Regions from separate parts of the Mus musculus genome. Here region 2 is linked to region 1. The links are chromatin contacts, called in public ChIA-PET maps. All regions are on one chromosome and are shown on one strand. The core of a region is the stretch at or near the end of the contact, and the rest is flanking DNA. Distances in the headings are between cores, read along the strand shown. Region 1 overlaps Trim71 (tripartite motif-containing 71). Region 2 overlaps Cmtm7 (CKLF-like MARVEL transmembrane domain containing 7).

Region 1 (5,706 bases), core at 1,379-3,878:
CTTCCACTGGCTCTTCACCCGCTCTCGTTGCCCGTCATGCCTGCGGCTGGCAATAGTAACATTTAAGGTTTTAAAGGTAAAAGCCCAACAAGGGGAGGAAGGGGCTTGCAAAAATAAAATAAAAAAAAAAAAAAAATACACTTTTGCCTTGAGGTTTAGGGGGAAATCCCCTTAGCCACCCAGTGCCGTGACAAGCTCCGAGAAATGCCACCACAATCCCAAAAGGGGCAGAGACACCGAGGGCTCTGCTGCCAGGGGAGGCGGTGTGTTCCTTCAATCAGCTTGTCCAGCGGAAGACACTTAACTTAGTCATCCTGGCATCAGGCAATGCCTCTGCGGTGTGCATTCACTTCTCTTAAACAAAAAGACCGAAGTGGGCCGTGTATTCTACAGTTACATAAAAGTTAAAGCTGCTGCTTCTCTTTTTTGGCTGACCAGGCATGAGAGCGCTAATGGACTGTATCAAACAAGATCCATTAAAACAAAACCGAACAACCAACCCTCCCACCCACAACTACTACACGTAACATGCTAGTTAAACATCGCTAAACCACCCACCCTCACCGGCAGACGTTAAGGGAAAAGGGGGAAAGACATTTATCACCCTAAAAAAACAAGAGAGCCCCACCCATACATGTGAGCAGTCTCCCTCTAAAGGAGAGCTACAGACTGCTAGGAGCACCAAGAACCAAAGCTGGTTACAGCACAAGTAAACGCGTTGCTGCCAGGGGCGCCAACATTCAGCCAGTGTGCTCTGAGATAGGTAAGGTACGACCTGAGCTCCTGAGTTAATACAATCATTAAAAGGGGTCTAAGACCAATGCAGATACAAAACAAACATTTAGAACCATTACTGGTTAAATGATGATGGAAAAACAGCCGTCCAGGCTGGATTGCTGACCCGTAACACCAGTTTTAAAAATAGACATTATTGAGGTATTTCTTCATGGTGACATTTATTTATAAACCCAAAACCCGATTAGTCCCGTGGTCTGCAGGATGCGCTCTCTCATCCAGGTAGACCAGAAGGTTACTGGGGAGGGACAAACAGGGAGAAAGTTAACAGTCCTGATAATGTGCTTCTCAATTTATCAAGTATTTAACAAACAAGAACAAAGGGAGGAGAGGGGGAACAACAAGTGTCAAAGTGTTGCCTTTGGTAGGAAGAACAAATCAAAACAAAAAGCAATACACACGTCACCGGTCACTGTAGACGGGCTACACCGCCGTGACGGGAGATTCTGCTGGGCACAGACAGCTTCAAATACAATCATGAAGTCAGAGACTCTCATTCCCTTCAAATACCTCATGCTTCCCACTAGACCTGTAGAGTTCCCACTAAAAGGGCACGCCTACAGACGCTCCTAACAGATAAAACGGCTTTCTCTTGAAGAGAAGAGAGACCTAAAGGCCTTTAATGGTGGAAGGTTCTCCATCCGGTCAGAGAAGCAGCTCCTACCGCTGTCTGCGGAACAGGATTTGTGGCAGGGAAAGCCAGACTGGCTGAGAACTACTTGGGTGAACGACGACACTGACCAGACAGCTCTTATTCAAGGTCAAACGTTTGTCTAAGAAATCAATCCTGCATCCCTGAACATCCCTGCATCTAGAGAGGGTCTCCCACATCCACACCCTCCCCACTGGATTAATACTAGCCCTTTTAAGACCCATCCGGTGCCGACGTGAGGTAGACAACTTTTTGCCAAAATTGAGGTAGAAAATCCATACTAAACAAAATCAGTGTGGTTAGGGGCGGTGTCCTGCCCTGTGACCCTGGCTCACACGAAGCCAGAGAAAGCCCCAGTCCTATGTAACTGTACACACATGATAGCATCATTTTCATACAGCCCCAGACTGTCAGAACCTCACTAGGAGAGATGTTCTAAATAAATACATTTTGGCACCACTGCGTGTGTGTGTATATTACACACACAGACACACACACAGACACACACACACGCGCACACACACGTCTTAAACAACAGGGAAAACAAGCCTAGAACTTTGGCATTCCTTTTAATACCTACCAGAACACAGCAACCTTAGAATCTTCCAAACCCAAGAAGACACACAGACAAGACAGTAATTGTGCTGCTTCAAGCTTAAAAGACTTCCCAACTCAAATGATTAAGCTTTGGCTTAACTACACCGAGACACTCTGGACCATCCAAAGTGTCTTCATCCCGGCAGCCTCTATGGCCCAACACTGTCCAGTTCTGTTTAGGGTACCCTTGTGTGCTTCCCCAGGTAAGTTAGACTTAACAAGGGTATTGATTGGAGGAAGTTTAGTGCACTAGGGGAACAGCCTAGACTACTAGGCTCAAACCAAGATAAGGAGTTACCTGCCAGCCATAACGGAGTACAGGTTTGGAGACTTCTCATGAACAAAAGTGATAGATTGGTGATGACCTTCAGATGATTATAGTTTTGGAATGTTAGGCAGGTGGCAACCAGGTGGTTAATACTCAAACTTAAGAAACTTCACTTCCAATGGGAATCTCCTGGTACCCACCCTCACCAGCTCCTGCCAGCTCCTGCCAGTTCCTGCCAGCCCCTGCCACCTGACCAGGGACCGCTACCCGTCAGTCGCTCACCGCAGTGACAGAAGGTTTCCGGCCAGCCAGCACCCACGGTGTCTCCTTCCTGAATCTCTTTCCTGTCGTACCTCAGAACTGGCTGCAGGTGCTCACCAAACATGGCTGGTGTCATGATATGGATCAGTCCATATCAAGGTACACTCTCCAAAGTGCTTAGCACCAATTCCCCCACCGGCTAGGAGTCCAATCTCAGGCGGCCACAATAAGCCACTTGTTTTAAAAACAAAAGTTCTCCAACTATGATCACAATTCCTTAGAAGCCAGCCCTTACACTGATCTGGATATAGAAAGCCACAGACCTCTAAGAACACATCTGCTGTGCTCTAAGCCCACACTGGTCTATCCATGTACTGATCAAGACCCAACCACAAGATGGGAACCTGGGCCGAGTTATCAGATCCTAAGTAAAATGTCAAGTATTTTGTTAGTCACCAGAAAAAAAGTTCTCACTGAACAGTCAGTCAGTCAATATTCCTGCCACAGGAGAGCTGTGAGGAGGAACACTGAACATGACTTCAATTTAGCATTGAAAATCGGCTTTCCCCAGCCACAATTAAAATCAGGTTTCTGAGAAGGTTGTCAAGATTCATTTGTTCAATTAGTGTCATTAAGAATGTAAAGCTAGTTCTATTGAGTGTTTAAAGGCAGTTTAAGATTGGGGGGGGGGGGGAGCGGGGGGGGGGCGGGGTGAGGCCTCCTGGGTTGTCCTGTTCTACAAAATTTTTAAAAATCAGTTTAACGCTTAAGTGACATAATAAAGGCTAAAGGGATATATAAACTGGGGAAGGACCCACTATTAAATTTTAAAAGGAGCTTGTAACCCTCTTTCACATCCCGAGAAACATGGAGATCAGCAGTTGAAGCTACCTTCGGGATTCCTTGATTGTGTACTATTCTCCCTGCTGAGACGGCCCCCCGCCCCCCAGCACCCGCCGCCACACTCAGATCACCCCGAAATCCTGAAATTCAAGTCATGTGAATGTGAAGGAACGTCGTAGCTCACACAGGCAAACTGAGCATCCCAAAGCAATTCGACTGAGCCCTTATCCTGTCCCCACCGCCTCTTCCTCTGTGGAGTTCCTGCCGTGCAATGGGGGTCAGAAACTGGGTTTTAGATCTATGTTGGGCAGTCTTCTGTCCTCTTTCAAATCTGGTCTGAGCTCAGTAGTGAGAATACAGAGAACCAGAGAACCGGGATGGGCCCTCATTCTCAGAGGTGAATGTCAAGAAGGCCCACTCTGTGGCTTACAATACATCAGACTTCAATGGGATGGGAGCCACAGGCCCCCAAGTTTCTATTCTTTGGTACAGGTTTTTTTCTTTTTTTTTTTTCTTTTTTTAAATAAAATAAAATTAAAAAAAAAAAAAGACATATACTGTGTCCTACACTTCCTGTTGGGTGGTTTGGTTTGTAAATCCTTTACATTCAAAGGCCTTTGGGGGAGGAACGGGGCTTTGTGTTAACCTTGAGGTCTGCCTCCACTCAGACTTAGGGAAGGTTCCTGAGAAACAGACCTGAGCCAAGGGTTAGGGAGTGAGGTGCTCCCACCAGTCAGACAATCTTCTACATTCCCTGAACTTCCAAAGCAGGAAAAAACATTGTGCTTCTCAAATCAAAGCTATCCCTTTGCCTACCACACCCTCACACATAGAGACGAGGTCCCCCGCCCTCCTGAACAGTCCCTGATGTGGGGGTGCCTCACTTCTCCAGCACCCCCCACTTCTGTGGCACCCTGGTCCACATCTGAAAAGCCCCTCTCTCTCTGAGAACAAGGTTAACTTATTTTCTTATACCTAAGTCTTTATAACAAACAACAAAAACACAGACACGTAACCTTTGCGAACACTTTCAACCTAGAGTCCTGAGCTAAATCGAGTTTCTTAGCAAACTGGGAAGAAATTTGCTTGGGATGTCTTGTGTCAAGTCCAGCTTTTCTCCTCAAGCAAAGATGGCTTTGAAACACAAACATGCACGCGTGTGCACACACACACTCCCACACACCCACCCTTCTTTACCAGATACAAAGATGAGACACCCGAAAATATGAATGGTCTGCTTTTCTAGGCTAGCAAGCCACAGCCATATCTCCTAGGGATGAGATGTCAGACACACTGAGGTAAACAGAGAAAAGCCCTGTTGCATCGATAAAAAAGAAAAGAGCAAACCACACACAACCTAACCCCACATAAACACAGTATTCTCAAGAACACAAATACACTACAATTATGAATTTTAAATCCTATCTTTCCAACATCTTATACTTCTCTTTTTTACTTAGTAGTTTTTGGGTTTCCTTGGCTCAATCTACAAAATGCATGCACCCCACCATATGCTTCCAGTGCCCTCAAGGTTGCAGGACCGCTGTCCTGTGCCTCCTAGGCCTTCAGGAGGGAAGAGGATGTGAGCCAAGAGGCTTGCCAGAGAGGGAAATGCAAAGAGTTGAGGTAGATAGAAATTATCACTTCACAGGCTCAAGCCCTGCACAGAGGAGAATTACATTCATCTGTAAAAAAAAAAAAAAAAAAAAAATTTAAGCTGAGGTAGGACTTAGGCAATGTTGTACTTTTGTTCTTAAAAAAAAAAAAATAATAAAAATAAAGGGGGGGAAAAAGAAAAAGAAATATCCCTGAGACGATTTCTTCTTTGAAATTCAAAAATGAGAGACACACACATGCACACCCTAAACACAGAAAACCCCAGAAGACACAATTAGAAGATGAGGATTCGATTGTTGCCAAAGTCCACCACGACGATCAATCCATCCGGGGTGACCGCGATACCTGAGGGGCGGTCCATCTGCCCGAAGCCACTCCCTTGAGCACCAAACTTGCACAGGAAGCTGCCATTGGCCTCAAACATCTGCACGCGGTGATTTCTGGAATCGGCTACGATGATTCTCCCTTCCTGGTCCACAGCCACACCCTGTGGTCGCAGGAACTGCCCATTGCCCGAGCCCTCCGAACCCAAGAAGCGGGCAGATTGGCAATCAGGGTGAATAACCAGAAGCCGGTGGTTGTTGAAGTCGGTGACTACCAGGTGACCTTCATTGTTGAAAGCCACGCCCCGTGGAGAGTCGAAGTGCTTCCAGAGAGATCCCTCGAAGCCGTA
Region 2 (5,749 bases), core at 434-2,933, 240 kb after region 1:
TATTTATTTATTTACTTATTTACTTATTTATTTATTTATTTTCGAGACAGGGTTTCCCTGTATAGCCCTGGCTGTCCTGGAATTCACTTTGTAGACCAGGCTGGCTTCGAACTCAGAAATCTGCCTGCCTCTGCCTCCCAAGTGCTGGGATTAAAGGCGTGCGCCACCACCGCCCGGCACCCCAACTTATTTTTAATGTTCCTATATGTCTGTGTATGTGCATGTTACAGTGCCTGTTAGAAGTCAGACTTGTGGGAGGCAGGGCTCTTTGTCCACCATGAGGGAGACCCAGGATCCAACTCAGCAAATGCCTTTTTTTTGCTGAACATATTCACCAGCCCTTTAAACAAATTTTTGTGGGGGGCTGGAGAGATGGCTCAATGGTTAGGAGCATTGTCTACTCTTCCAGAGGTCCTGAGTTCAATTCCCAGCAACCACACAAGGTGGCTCACAATCATCTATAATGGGATCTGATGCCCTCTTCTGGCATGCAGGTGTACATGCAGATAGAGCACTCGTGTATAAAATAAAATGTTTATACAGTCCTCAACATTTTGTATTTGTATTTTTTGTTGTTCTTCCTCCCGCCTCTCTCAGCAGGGAACTTCTGATCTTTCTGCTTCCACCTCCCAGTGTTGGAATAACAGACATGTTATATAACCTACGTGGTGGCTCACAACTATCTGTCACTTCAGCTCTAGGGGAGTTGACACCCTAACCTGGCCTCTGTAGGTACCATGTGTGCATGTTTGCACACATGCATGCAAGCAAAACACTCAAACACATAAAATAAAAATAATAAATGTTTTAAAAATAAGGAGATGCCCAACACAGTGGTGTACACTTATAATCCCAGACTGAGAGGCTGAGACAGGAGGATCATTATGAGTTCCAGGGCAGCCTGGGGTACATAGGTACAGAGTAAGACCCTATTTTTTTTCTTTTTTGAGACAGAGTTTGACCCTATATTCCTGGCTGTCCTGGAACTCACTTTGTAGACCAAGCTGGCCTTGCACTCACAGAGATCCACCTTCCTCTGTCTCCCGACTCCCGAGTGTTGGGATTAAAGGACTGTGCCTTTATCTCCACTGAGACCCTATCTTTAAAATAAATTAAGGATGTGGGAGAGAAGGTGTGGCTTGAGGCCAGTAGGGTGACAGGCAAATAAAGCCACCAAGGCTACACGGGGATGTCCCCTGCTGACATATGAACTCATGTGCTCTAGAGTAGAACTAACATAAGAAAAGCAACTGTGTGGTGATCGGTGGTTCCGGAAGTGATGGTGGAAAGAGAAAGATGGGCGCAAGAGACGATAAGCATCATGTGATGGCTAATCTTGGTTGTCAACTCGGCCACATCTGCAATCTACGAGAACCAAAGTATCTGGGCAAGCCTGTGTCCCCTGCAAGCCACTCTAATAAATCCTGTGTGTGTGCGCGTGCTTGAGAGAGAGCTATCTCTCTCGAGAAATTAAGGGGAAAGCTAATCTGAAGGTAGGAAGGGGACGGCCAGGCGTGGGCCAGTGGTTATTGTGTGCCCTGAATGGAAGACTATGACTAATCTGTGCGTCCACAGAAGTGTGCACATCTCTGCTCTACGTCAGAACCTCAGCCTCTGCTCTGGCCGGGCAGGAGTGGCAGTGCGTTCCTCTGGTCGCCAGGGGGCGCGCGCTGCACGAGTGGGCGCAAGTCGGTGGCCTCCACCTAAGGGTGGAGTTTCTGCAACTAGGAAGTAGAGCGCGGTTGGGAGGAGAGGCTGCTGCAGGCATGCACAACTGCGGCAGGGGAGGGAGGCTTCCGCCTGGCGAGGCCGCAGAGGAAACAGCTGGCAGCCCTGCGGGCCTCAGCAGGACTTCCCCGCTTTACCGCCAGGACACGCGCGGGGTCACTTGCCAGTGGGCGAGCCGGCCGGGTGTGCCCCCAGACAGGGCTTGTTTGGTTTCAGCTTCGTTTCTAGGTTTCGTTGGCAACGTTTCCAGATTGGGAGATGCTTAGCTAGAAGGCCCAGATTTCCAATTTTCTGGGTCACTGGGGCAGCTGGCATCAGTGAGCAGCTGGCAGCCCTGGGCCAGCTGCCACCTCCGAAGCGAAGCGCCCAGAAGGCAGGATCTGCCGCAGTTTAGAGAACCCTGACTGATCCGGACAGCGATCATCCTCAGGTGGTAGCCAATCGGTTGTGTGTGTGTGTGTGTGTGTGTGTGTGTGTGTGCGCGCGCATGAGGATATTTTTTATTTTTGCAGTTTTTCTAGATACATAAGAAGACAGTAAAATCTTAGGAACCTACTGACTGTCCTCACCTTCCCAGGAGGTAGTGAGTATTTTCTGAGGGGAAGCCTCTTGGAGCTGGTCACCCAGGCCATTGTAAGGTTAGAAGCATCTTTCATACCGGTTTCTTACAAACTTTTAAAAAAATGTTCAACTATTATTAATATATATATATACACATATATATACATATGTGTATATGTATATATGTATATATATATATATATAGTCTCTCTGTGTTAGTTCTGGAACTCACTTTTTTGGGATCGTGGTGGCTTAAATTTTTGGGTTTTTTGCTTGTTTGTTTTGTTTAATCCCAGCACTTGGGAGGCAGAGGCAAGTGGATCACAGAATTTAAGGCTAGCCTGGTCTACAGAGCTAGTTTCAAAACAGCCAAGGCTACAGAGAAACCCTGTTTCAAAAAGACCAAAACCAAAACAACAAAAGATACCTTAAAATGATTTTTACATTTTTACTTTTTTATTTATTTTATTTTTTTTGAGACAAGGTCTCCCTACGTGTAGCTATGCTAGCTTCAGACTTAGCATCTTCCTGCCTCAGCCTCCAGAATGCAGGAGTTACACAACACTTACCTTTTTGTTTTTAGTAAAGGTTGGTCTATCCTGGCCTGCCCTTGGTTGAATTCCGATCCTCCTGTCTCCACTTCTGCCTTGTTATTATGAACGGACCACCACAGGCTTCTTCACTGAGGGCATGTTTTGCATGCTGGATGAGCACTCTATTAAGTGAATTAAATTTATTTTTTAATAGCAAAAAAAAAAAAATCTTTTCAGGCTGGAGAGATGGTGTAGCAGTTAAGAGCACTGACTGCTCTTCCAGAGGTCTTGAGTTCAATTCCCAGCAACCACAAAGTAGCTCACAACCATCTGCAATATAGATCTGATGCCCTCTTCTGGTGTGTCTGAAGACAGCTACAGCATACTCATATACATAAAATAAATAAATAAATCTTTAAAAAAAAGGGAAAAATCTCTTCAATTCAGTTCATTCTTGAAAGTCTATTCTATAGAACAGGGAATCGGCAAATATCCACAACTAATAACACAAATGACATTTACTTATTGTAAGGCTGGTTGATAAACACAGAGGGGTCTGTGGTTTATACTTATAATCCCAGCATCTGGAACAGGGAGGCAGGAAGATCAGGGGTTTAAGGGCATCCTTGGGTATGTATGGACTTCAAGGCCAGCCTGGGCTATAGAGACTCCATGTCTTACTAGAGAGAGAGAGAGAGAGCAAGAGCCTAGGCTCTTGTGCAGAGAGGTGGCTGCAGCCCTGTTCTCTCCTGTTCCTCTGCAGGCAAGGTTTCAACAGACAGGTCTCACTGTGGTACAGGGAGGCCACACGGAGTCAGCAGCCCTCACAGCCTGGACAGGGAGAGATGCCCACAGCGAGGGTTGCACCATTGCTATTTGCCACTGGTGGCTAGCTGGTCTGTGTGACTGTAAGGTGATAATATCACACTTCTCTCTCATTGAGACTTAATCATTTTACATGTGCGAGTGTTTTTCCTGCAGCCTGTAAATTCATGCAGTGTCTGCTGAGACCAGAGGAGGGCATTGGAGTCCCTGGAAGAAATGAGTTACAGTTGGTTGTGAGCCACCATGTGTGTACTGGCAATGGAGCCAAGTCTCCTGCAGGATCAGTAAACATGATCTGTCTCTCCTGGCTAACACATACTTCATACATGCACTTCCTGTGTATGGCCCTGTTAACACATACTTCATACATGCACTGCATGTCTGTAGTCCCACAATTCCTCCTTAGGTTAATAGGACACGAGTTAGCCACATCCAAAAGAGGGAGGTGGTGGTGTTGCACAGGGGCCTGAAGACCCTAAATGTGTAGAAGTTTGTCCCTTGTGTTAGCAGACACTTTGGACCCCTGGAACAAGCAGATTTTGGGTCTGCTTCCCACCTTTGGTCAACACTGATGAGGGAAGCTAGTGAACTCTGCTGTCCTGTCCAGGCTCAGGAGACGGCCAACCTTGGAGTCAGGTACCAGCAACACATCACTCTCTTGTCCTTCTGGCTTCCTTCTTGGGTCTTGCAGGCCACACTAGTAGTATGTCCAAGCTTGGTGGCTTCCCTAGGGCCTCGAAGCCAGCCGGTTTCCAGAACCTCTCGGAGCCCCACAGAACTCACACTTGTAGCAGAGCTTGCCATCGACCAGGACCTAGTCAGGCCCAGGGACTGTGCTGGCTACAGTGGAGGAGAGGCGGCCCAATTATGGCCCCCTCTTCTCAACCCGGGGGCTGCTGGCCACAGCACAGATGGCCACTACAATCTACTGACTCTACTTTGCCACTACTGTTTCACCTCAGCTTCCCTGCCACGTGCAATGAATGCCTCCCATTGCTTTGAGAATCTAACACTTCTCTCTCTCTCTCTCTCTCTCTCTCTCTCTCTCTCTCTCTCTCTCTCTCTCTCTCTCTCTCTCTCTCTCCCCACCCCAACCCCTGCCCCTTCTAGGGTTTCTTTGTGTAGCCATGGCTGTCCTAGGACTCACTCTGTAGACCAGGCTGGCCTCCCAGTGTGCGCCTGAAAATCACCCCAGATCCCACGTCCTAACTGGAAGGGAATTTAAGGCCCAGGATATAAAAATCAGAGCTGGATATGGTGACACAGCTAGGATCCCAGGGAGGGACATGGAGGTTGAAGGATCAGGAGTTCAGAGGTCACTTTTGCCTACAAAGCAAGTTCAAGGGCCGGGCATGGTGGCACATGCCTTTAATCCCAACACTTGGGAGGCAGAGGCAGGTGGATTTCTGAGTTCGAGGCCAGCCTGGTCTACAAAGTGAGTTCCAGGACAGCCAGGGCTACAGAGAGAAACCCTGTCTCGAAAAACAAACAAACAAACAAACAAACAAACAAAAAAGCAAGTTCAAGGCCAACCCAAAACTATGTAAGATGGGAAGCTTGTGTGTGTGTATGTGTGTGTGTGTGTGTGTGTGTGTGTGTGTGTGTGTGTGTGACTGGGGGATGGGATGTCAGCTTAGTAGGGTGGTTGCCTAATATGTATGGAGGAAATTCATCCCCAGCACCACACAAAACTGGGTGTCCTAGCACACACTTCTAATCTTAGTGCTTGGGAGGTAGAGGCAAGAGGATCAGGAGTTCTAGGTCAACCTCAGCTACATAATTTAGTTTGAAGCCAGTCTAGGAGGATGGGCATTTAGCAAGGAGTCCACACTCAAGCTGGCATAGAAAGGCCTAGTGTTAGAGACATCTCATGCAATAAGGAAACCTGCTGCAATTGACATTTTATTAAAAACTATGCACCTCCCCACCCCCACCCCCACCCACAGTGACAAAGGCAGAGATAGGGGCAGGAGACAGGATGGCCACATAGTGTTTCTTCTGGCTCTTCACTTAGAGACGCTTCAAGACCAGATTGACAGGCCAGATAAATTAGGGTCTTCGGCCTCTGTGTGGTCTCGGTCCTGAGGGTATGAAGAAAGGCG

The links. ChIA-PET counts read pairs in DNA pulled down with a chosen protein or histone mark.
Region 2: a contact with region 1 is called in an RNA polymerase II ChIA-PET map of memory CD8 T cells, with 7 read pairs. The contact joins two enhancer-like sites. A contact is called at or near these places in 2 of 484 Hi-C or Micro-C datasets (both in embryonic stem cells) and 1 of 115 datasets of contacts at active chromatin or transcription factors (memory CD8 T cells).

The regions. Positions count from the first base shown.
Region 1 is chr9:114,507,338-114,513,043 of GRCm38.p6, forward strand. Trim71 (tripartite motif-containing 71) reads right to left here. Exons shown (of 4, transcript NM_001042503.2): 4 at 3,931-5,706. The coding sequence ends at 5,308. Among named protein-coding and RNA genes, the nearest start is that of Ccr4, 14 kb to the left of the region's middle. Within about 2 kb of position 2,629, at least 25 of the 459 cell types and tissues checked have an H3K27ac peak or open chromatin away from gene starts, as enhancers often do. A contact at or near this core is called in memory CD8 T cells, where this site is marked.
Region 2 is chr9:114,751,303-114,757,051 of GRCm38.p6, forward strand. It overlaps Cmtm7 (CKLF-like MARVEL transmembrane domain containing 7), which reads right to left. Exons shown (of 5, transcript NM_133978.2): 5 at 5,534-5,749. Among named protein-coding and RNA genes, the nearest start is that of Gm9888, 13 kb to the right of the region's middle. Within about 2 kb of position 1,684, at least 226 of the 459 cell types and tissues checked have an H3K27ac peak or open chromatin away from gene starts, as enhancers often do. A contact at or near this core is called in memory CD8 T cells, where this site is marked.